Linked DNA regions of Rattus norvegicus: region 1 is linked to region 2. The links are chromatin contacts, called in public Hi-C maps. All regions are on one chromosome and are shown on one strand. Each heading gives the region's core, a stretch centred on a gene start, on an enhancer-like site or on the middle of the called end of the contact. The rest is flanking DNA. Distances are from core to core; before and after follow the strand shown.

Region 1 (3,667 bases), core at 485-2,984, 39 kb after region 2:
AGGCACAGAGAGCTTGACTGTCTTGCCCAATGTCACACAGCAGGGCCTAGATTCTTCACCATTGCCTTCTGTGTTGGGTAAAAGTGAAATGGGTTTATGCTGAAGCTAATTGAGATTAAGTTTATAGCCCTGAGTGGTCCACTCTGACAGAAGTCTACCGGTAACAAGATAGACCTAGGCCCCTGCCACTGGTACCAGAAAGTTTCCATCACACTCCAGGAGTCTAAGAAGGGCTGCTAGACATCTCTCACCCTGCCAGCAGAGCTCTGCAGTGACGCCTGGTGACACCATGCTGGCACAGCCCTGAGCCTGCAATGGACTTTGGCTCTCTCTCTTTCCTGCATCTCGTCTTTGTCCCTACCTCTGCCTGACCTTACAGAACTGTTTGCGTGTAAAAATGAGGACGAGGGACAGGGACTCCCTTCCTGCAGGCTATCTGCCCTCTGTTTATCACCCTGCATGTAAACTGCTGTTTGTCATGGGGACCTCATTCAGAATTGCACAAATGACCTTCTCAAAGGAGGTCCTTGGAAACGTATGGCAACAGCCCGTGTCACTGTGGAAGCACAAGTTTGCCCTAGACGCCTCCGGGGCTAGCGTTGGGAGGTGTAGACCTTGGACTGACAGGCAGTGAGCCCCATGGAGCTAACGTCCTGCCCCCTCAGCTCTCTCTCACTGATGAGGAATCTGCCTTTTCACAGGACTCCATACGGGATGTCCACATCAAGGGAATAATGTACCGAGCTATCGAAGCGGACATTGGTAAGCGCTCAGCAGCACTTGCTGTGCTGGTGTGTGGGCGTTGGTGTGTGGGCGGTTAGACATCGCACCCCGGGGTGGGCGGGGCCGAGCAGGGGCCCCGGGTTCCTGAGGATTGTTTAAGGCCCCTGATCCTGCGGTGTAGATTCCTGGTGTCTTGTCAGTCTAAGAGGGGATGGCAGCTGAACCATATTATCCTTCTCTTCAGTAGGGGTGGGGCTTGGGGGAGGGGTAGTCTTTGTTTCCTGTGCACTGGACATTCCCATATTTCCCGGAGTCAGCCTTCCTTGAGACCTGAGTTTCCCCACTGTGCCTAGGACTCTGCGTGCCCCAGGTGCCCATCTCATAAGTGCCTGCAGAGTGCCCGATTCCGTCCTGACTGTGTGAACTTCCCTCTCATTCCTAGAGAAGTACATCTGTTATGCTGAGCAGACCCGCGCGGTGTTGGCTAAATTGGCTGCCCACGGCAAGAAGATGTTCCTCATTACCAATAGCCCCAGTAGCTTTGTGTGAGTTCTGTCTGTCCCCTGCAGCTGTTGGCTCGCGGGTCAGATGCCATTCGTTTTAGTAGCTGGAAAGAAATAGTTTGCAAGAAAATAAAAAACGTTCATCCCTTTGATGTCAGCTCACCTGGCTGCCTTGTTCCAGAGACAAAGGGATGCGGTACATCGTGGGGAAGGACTGGCGGGACCTTTTCGATGTGGTCATAGTTCAGGCCGAGAAACCGAACTTCTTCAATGACAAGCGGAGGTGAGGGCCCGTCTACTGGGGACTTGACTGTGTTTGTGAATACAGGCATGGCATGCCATCACGAGAGCCAGTAGCAGAATCATTAAGCATCTGAGACATAGTTTCTAATTTGTGACCTGTCTGACACTTAGCTTGGGGACCGGCGGGACGGGGCACATAGCAGACAGTGTTCTCAGTTGAGTGTGGGTTGCTGCGGTTCTGAGTCAGGCTTTAGGAAGCAAGACTACAGTGGAGAACAGGGATTAATGCCATACAGCAAAGCAGGCTTGGCCCCCAGATGCCTTGTGGGGTATGAGGTGTGAACACCACCAATGCCAGACTGCCTGGTGGCAGCTCTTGAAACAGCTAATTGGTGCATTTCAAACTGCAGTTGACTTTTGCAGAAGCCTGCAACCCAGCACAAGTCACAGCCATGTCTTATATAATGTCCTCCTGCCTCTGCAGCTTTGGGAAGGGGGAGGGAAGAAGTCAGGATCAGTCCAAGAGTACTAATGTGTCCTCTACCCTGGGGGCAGACTAGGTGGCCCCACTCCTAGAGGCCAACACAGTGAAGATTCTTATGCTAGCATTCTACAGAGAGCTTCTGTCTATCTATGGCTTACTTTGGGAAGGGTTTTCCCAGACCTTCCTTGACCTGTGGTTGGTGACTAGCATCCTTGTAGCTGGTGACCTACCTCAGTGGGTAGTTCTGGGGATCCTACTGTGGTGTCTGAAGTGAGGGCAACCTGTGTACCATTGGGGTGCTAAGAAGAGGCAAGCTCAAAAACAGAGCATACAGACTGAGTCTTGAGTGTGGTCAGAAGCTATACACCAGCCATGTTGCCTCTAGCCTCCTTACTGGGTTTTTAGATTCCTGTGGAGGCTGGGCCTCCCTTTACCCAGGCTCTTCTCAAACGTTTATCTGAGATGGAGGAGTCAGGCCTGGGCTCTTCCTGGGAGGGACTCAGCCCAGCAGTGTTCTTCCCCCCACCCCTTGTTCTGGAATAATGGCTGAAACATTCCCTCTCCTTCTGTTGTTTATTGAAGCCAACAGTTGAGGATGACTTGTTAATCAGAATGTCCATGTGCAGGAATGTTACACAGCCACTAAACATGCCGAACTTGGCTAGCAAAAGCCGCCAGCCTATCTTACTGCTAATGTGTTTCAGACTGTGACATCACACAAGAGGTTGCTGACAGGATTAAAGGAAAAGAGATATAAATAAGAGTACACAAAGTGATTTCCATGTTCCTCAGAAAGGGAAAATGTGTTCTGATGCATAAAGTGAGTTTCTATTTCTGTGACTGGAGAGACAATTACACAAAAAGACAGGCCGAGTCCCACAGGCTGTACCTGGGCGTGAGGGACAGGGCGGTCCTGCTTCCAGGCTCATCAGAGCTAAGGCCCCACCCCCGGACCTGGCATTTGACCCAGGATGCCAGAGTTCCATAGCATCTGCAGGCAGCAGAGTTCCTGCAGGCTTCACCTTGTGAAGCAGATGCTCTCTGTCCTGCTGACTATGCTAGGGCAGGGGGTGGTGACCTTTCACACAGTCACATATCAGATACTTAATGACTCATAACAGTAACAAAAAAGTTATGAAGTAGCAATAAAAATAATGTTATGGTTGGGGGTCACCACAACATGAGGAACTGTATTAAAGGGTCAGGGCATTAGGAAGATGGAGAACCACTGTCCTAGGGAGACCTGACTAAAGGGCTCGTGCTTGCCAAGGGTGGTTGGCTCTAGAATTCTTTTCTTTTCTTTTTTTTCCTTGCTCTTCATCACCTACTGTGTGTAGTGGGTCTGTAGTGGGGTCTATGTTGTGTGGAATGGGGTGACCTGGGCCAGGGGATGCAGTATGGGTACTTCCTGTTCTCAGTGACTCCCCACTTAGTATCTTGTGGAGCAGAGAGCTTTTAACTGTTACCATGTATTCTAGTAACATTTCCCTTCTCTGTTGCTAGACCTTTCCGAAAGGTGAACGAGAAAGGTGTCTTACTCTGGGATAAAATCCACAAGCTGCAGAAAGGCCAGATCTACAAGCAGGTACGCATGCCTTCTCCGGGCTCCTCCTGTTGTTTGCCTTGTAGTCACAGGGGCTGCGGGTTCTGGGACCGGCCAGGTGCTTGGGACAGCCGGGTTCCCTGACTATAATTTATAATAGATTATAATTTC
Region 2 (3,922 bases), core at 1,373-3,872:
GTTTTTTCTGCTGAGTTGGGGAGCGGAAGGAGCCTGATCAATTCGATTTACCGTCAACCGCTGCGAGCACCTCTTAGTGCAGACAATCCCTGGAAGTCCATATCCGAACTGGTGTCAGAAAAGTGGCTCTTTCACACTCCGCACTACTGCTTCACTCCTCAGAAGTCAGTCTTCCCAAGAAGATCTCAAATCGAAACAAAAATGCTGAAGACCTCACATGACTTTGACAAGGAATAAAAGTAATGTTGGGCTGTTTTGTACTTTGAGTTGCTCTCATCTCTCTCAGAAGGTGTATGTGCGTGTGATACATGTGTACATACACGTGTTTGTGTGTAGGCCAGAGGACGTCAGTGTCCTCCTTATGCCTTTTCCCGTTATCTTTCGAGACAAGGTCTCACTGAACCTGGACTAGCCTGGCAGTCGGTCAGCACCAGGCATCTTCCTGTCCCCCGTTCTTTGTGCCGAGGCACAGGCTGTCACCCCTGTATTTTTATAGCAGTGCTGGTGCATACATGAAAGCTCTAAACAGACCAAGCCATTTCCCTGAAACGTATTTTGGATTTTTTTTTTATCAGATCTTTTCTTTTAACTCTTCAGGGAGTGGTCACTATCCGGGTCTGGGGATTCGGTTTTCTCAGCCCCTTATAATGTTGTATCTGATTTTAGCTAAAAAAAGAGCAGGTTTTTTTTTTAAAGACTTATTTATTTATTTATTATATATGACTACACTGTAGACACACCAGAAGAGGGCATCAGATCCCATTACAGATGGTTGTGAGCCACCATGTGGTTGCTAGGATTTGAACTCAGGACCTCTGGAAGAGCAGTCAGTGCTCTTAACCTCTGAGCCTTCTCTCCAGCCAAAAGAGAAGGCTTTACGTGATCTACATTTCTATGATAGGTACAACAACCTTGATTCCACAGAGTCCTATACTGCTAAGAAAAATATATAGAGGCACTCTTACCAATCGTAATTTTTAGAAACATTTCTATAGTATATTTTGAATTAAAAATTCACCTAGGTAAAACTGATGGTTATCACCAAAACTTTTTATTAGCATAAATAAGATAGGAAGGGAAATGCTCTCAAGTCATAAAGGCAGCATTAATTATCAGAGCCCATGGATTTGATAACATATCTATTTGCACATTTTATTATCCTCCCTTTTATCAGTGACTCGTAAAACATTAACCTGTAACAAGTTAAGGATTACTTTCTAGTTACCCTCATCCCTACCACCCAATAGAAGAGGGGACTCAGCTCTGTGACTTTAGGCAAGCAGCCTCACCTCTGTTGTACCTCAGTTTCATTATGTATACAGGAGACACATGGTGCTTTCAAGACAGTTGGGGAAAGTGTATGAGATAAAACACACAGCCAGCTTTCTATTAATGGTTTTCATTATCGGTCAGGAACTAGCTCAGGTGTCATCATCTTCCAAGAAAACATCTGACTCCTTCAGCCCACAACTTAAGAATCTTCTGACGCCTGGGCTTGTCTCACACTGTGTCCGGGCTATTTCATCATCCCAGGCGTTCCCACTATACCCCTCTACTCAGTGGTCACCATGGGGTACTTTGGGAATTCCTTGGGACCCAGTGCTTCTCATGCAGGTCTTGGGTGGGTGATAGAAAGTCCTGCAGGAGCCAAATCTGACTCAGTGCATATAGAAATGGCAGCTGGTAGGGCGGCTACTGTTTGTTGGCTATTAGTGGAGCTCCAACGTACGGAACAAGTGCAGTTAAGCAGATGAGTGGAGCAGGTACCAAACGTGCTGTGAGCAGGAAACTAATAATCAGGTCCAGAGGACCTCTCTGGCGGTCGGGACCCGGCTTTCCAGAGGCAGTGCACTGTAAAGGAAATTTACATTTATTGGAGTCTTCAGGGGCAGGATCTTGAGACGACTTTAAACCTTGTGCGGGATCTCGGCCTAGCAACTTTTTAAAGGGCAGCTCTTGGATCGGCCCAAGGTGGGTCTCACGACACCTGAGATCCAGGAGATAACCTGCAGAAGCCATTGACACGGAAAGTGGGTCTCATTCCAGAGACAGGGACTAGAGATGGTGAATCAGAATTGGGAGCCCGCCACGGAAGGCAAGAGGAAGGTACAGCAGAGTCTTACGGGCAGCGATAGGGTCGGAGATGAATCATCCTGGTTTGTGTGGCCTCAGCACCACCCCCACGCCTCACGGGTCAGGAAGTGACCGCAGCAGACCGGGCGCTGTGCCCTGGCACCTACGGCCCCGCCCCACACGGTTTCTCTAAGGCCTTGCCCTTGACTCCGCCTCTGACTCAACCCAGATCGGGTCTCTATTTCCACAGACCCACACCTGACCCCAGCCTTTGACTACCCCGTGTCCCCGGCTTTGTCTTCCCAGGCCCGGTCCTTGCCTCTGCCTCTGACGCAATCGAGATGGTTCCACTCATTCTCTCTAGACCATGTTCCTTACTCAGTCGGGGCATCATTCGACCCAACCAGGCCCCGCCCCAGCCCAGCCCAGGCCCCACCCACCCCGCTGCTCCAAGCCTAATCCTTGACCCCGCCTCCCGCTTCCGTCTAGAACCCGCCCACCTCTCCAGCCTCGCCCCCGGCCCCGCCCAGGCCCCGCCCCGAAGTGGGTGGTGCCTGGGCCGCGCTGCCACTTGCTCAGACGTAGGAACTGCCGGCGTGCGTCCGGGAGCCTCCTGACGCTGGCTGTCCATGTCTCTGGCAGCCTAGTGGCAGCATGGCCACGGTGGCAGCGGCGGCCCGCGGGGTCGGGGCGAGGGCGGTGGCGGGGCTGCGAAGCGGCAGCGGGGCTGTGGCTCGAGGACGACCGCCCGCGGACTGCGCTCGGCGCCTGTGCACTGCCCCGGCTGCCCCGGCTGCTGTGGACATGAAAAGCTACCTGTGGGCGCGCTACCACGAGGCGAAGAGGAGCACGGACGGTGAGTGCGCGCCCCAGCTTGGGCAGCCTACTCGAGGACCCCTCGGGTCCCCCGCACCCTACCTCCGTCGCGCTACTCCCGCGGGGGAGGCGACTCTAAAACTTCGCAACTCTTGCTTCTCTTTCCCCCGCTGGGGAAGCTATTTCATACCTGGAGATTGTTAAACCAGGAGTGTGCATCGGATGTGCTCTGGGCCGCCGCGAGGGTTCCAAGGGCGTCGGTAGGAACACCGTTAGGTCTTGTCATTGGCTCTGGGAGCGATAGTAGCAGCCCGGCTTGCTGCCGCGCTGTCCTAGACAGGCTCCAGCGCAGGCGAGCGAGTCAGGAGGCTGAGCGGTTCTCCCTTTTGCAGGGTGGAGTAGGTGAAATGTTCTGTTTGAAAGGGGAGGGTGGTCTGGTTATCCACGGCCCTCTGCGAGGGCAAGGGTTCCTGTGGCCAGGTGAACAGAGAATGAGCTTCACTCGGCTGTTAGGGAATCGAGAAGTACTGGAGAGAGGAACCAGATGATAATTGTAACAGGTATTGATATAGTTCCTAAATCTCCCTCAGCCTCCAGAGGAGGGGGTCATGTCCATTATGTAGACGGGAAGGGCGAGACTCGAGACTCGAGTGCAAGCAAGAGGCCTAAACAAAAACTGGTTTTGACCCAGGGTGGGGAATCCATTGTCTTGTCTGTTGCTTTGTGCGTCTTCCTAGCAGTCAAACGTTTGGAACCTGGAGTAAAGGGCCGGTGACGTGTAGACACTGAAGCTGTTATCAGAGGACACGCTGGATTTAATACTGATTTTGGAAGGGGGGTGGTTTGGGGAGGTTGGTACAGGAGGAGGGGGTTGGTGAGGGAACATTTTTGTAGGATTTCCTTTTGCATCTTTGGCCACATGTCTGTGTTTAAGTGCAGCAAAACCTATTTGGAATGATCTTCACAGCACATTCAGAGTTGTCTGCAATGCTTTGAAAGAGTGACTTATTGTTTTTGGCCAGGCAAGTGTTTT

The links. Hi-C and Micro-C count contacts between places; a contact is called where the count stands out from the background.
Region 1: a Hi-C map of Schwann cells shows a contact between it and region 2, with 1.7 times the contacts expected there. The contact joins the enhancer-like site here to the promoter of Nt5dc3 in region 2. A contact is called at or near these places in 3 of 12 Hi-C or Micro-C datasets (Schwann cells and liver).

The regions. Positions count from the first base shown.
Region 1 is chr7:23,115,312-23,118,978 of GRCr8, forward strand. Nt5dc3 (5'-nucleotidase domain containing 3) reads left to right here. Exons shown (of 14, transcript NM_001134887.3): 7 at 702-762; 8 at 1,166-1,268; 9 at 1,408-1,509; 10 at 3,457-3,538. Among named protein-coding and RNA genes, the nearest start is that of Nt5dc3, 39 kb to the left of the region's middle. Within about 2 kb of position 1,735, at least 8 of the 93 cell types and tissues checked have an H3K27ac peak or open chromatin away from gene starts, as enhancers often do. A contact at or near this core is called in Schwann cells, where this site is marked.
Region 2 is chr7:23,075,456-23,079,377 of GRCr8, forward strand. Nt5dc3 (5'-nucleotidase domain containing 3) reads left to right here and starts at 2,623. Exons shown (of 14, transcript NM_001134887.3): 1 at 2,623-2,929. The coding sequence starts at 2,728. It overlaps Ttc41 (tetratricopeptide repeat domain 41), which reads left to right. Exons shown (of 15, transcript NM_001170605.1): 15 at 1-258. The coding sequence ends at 237.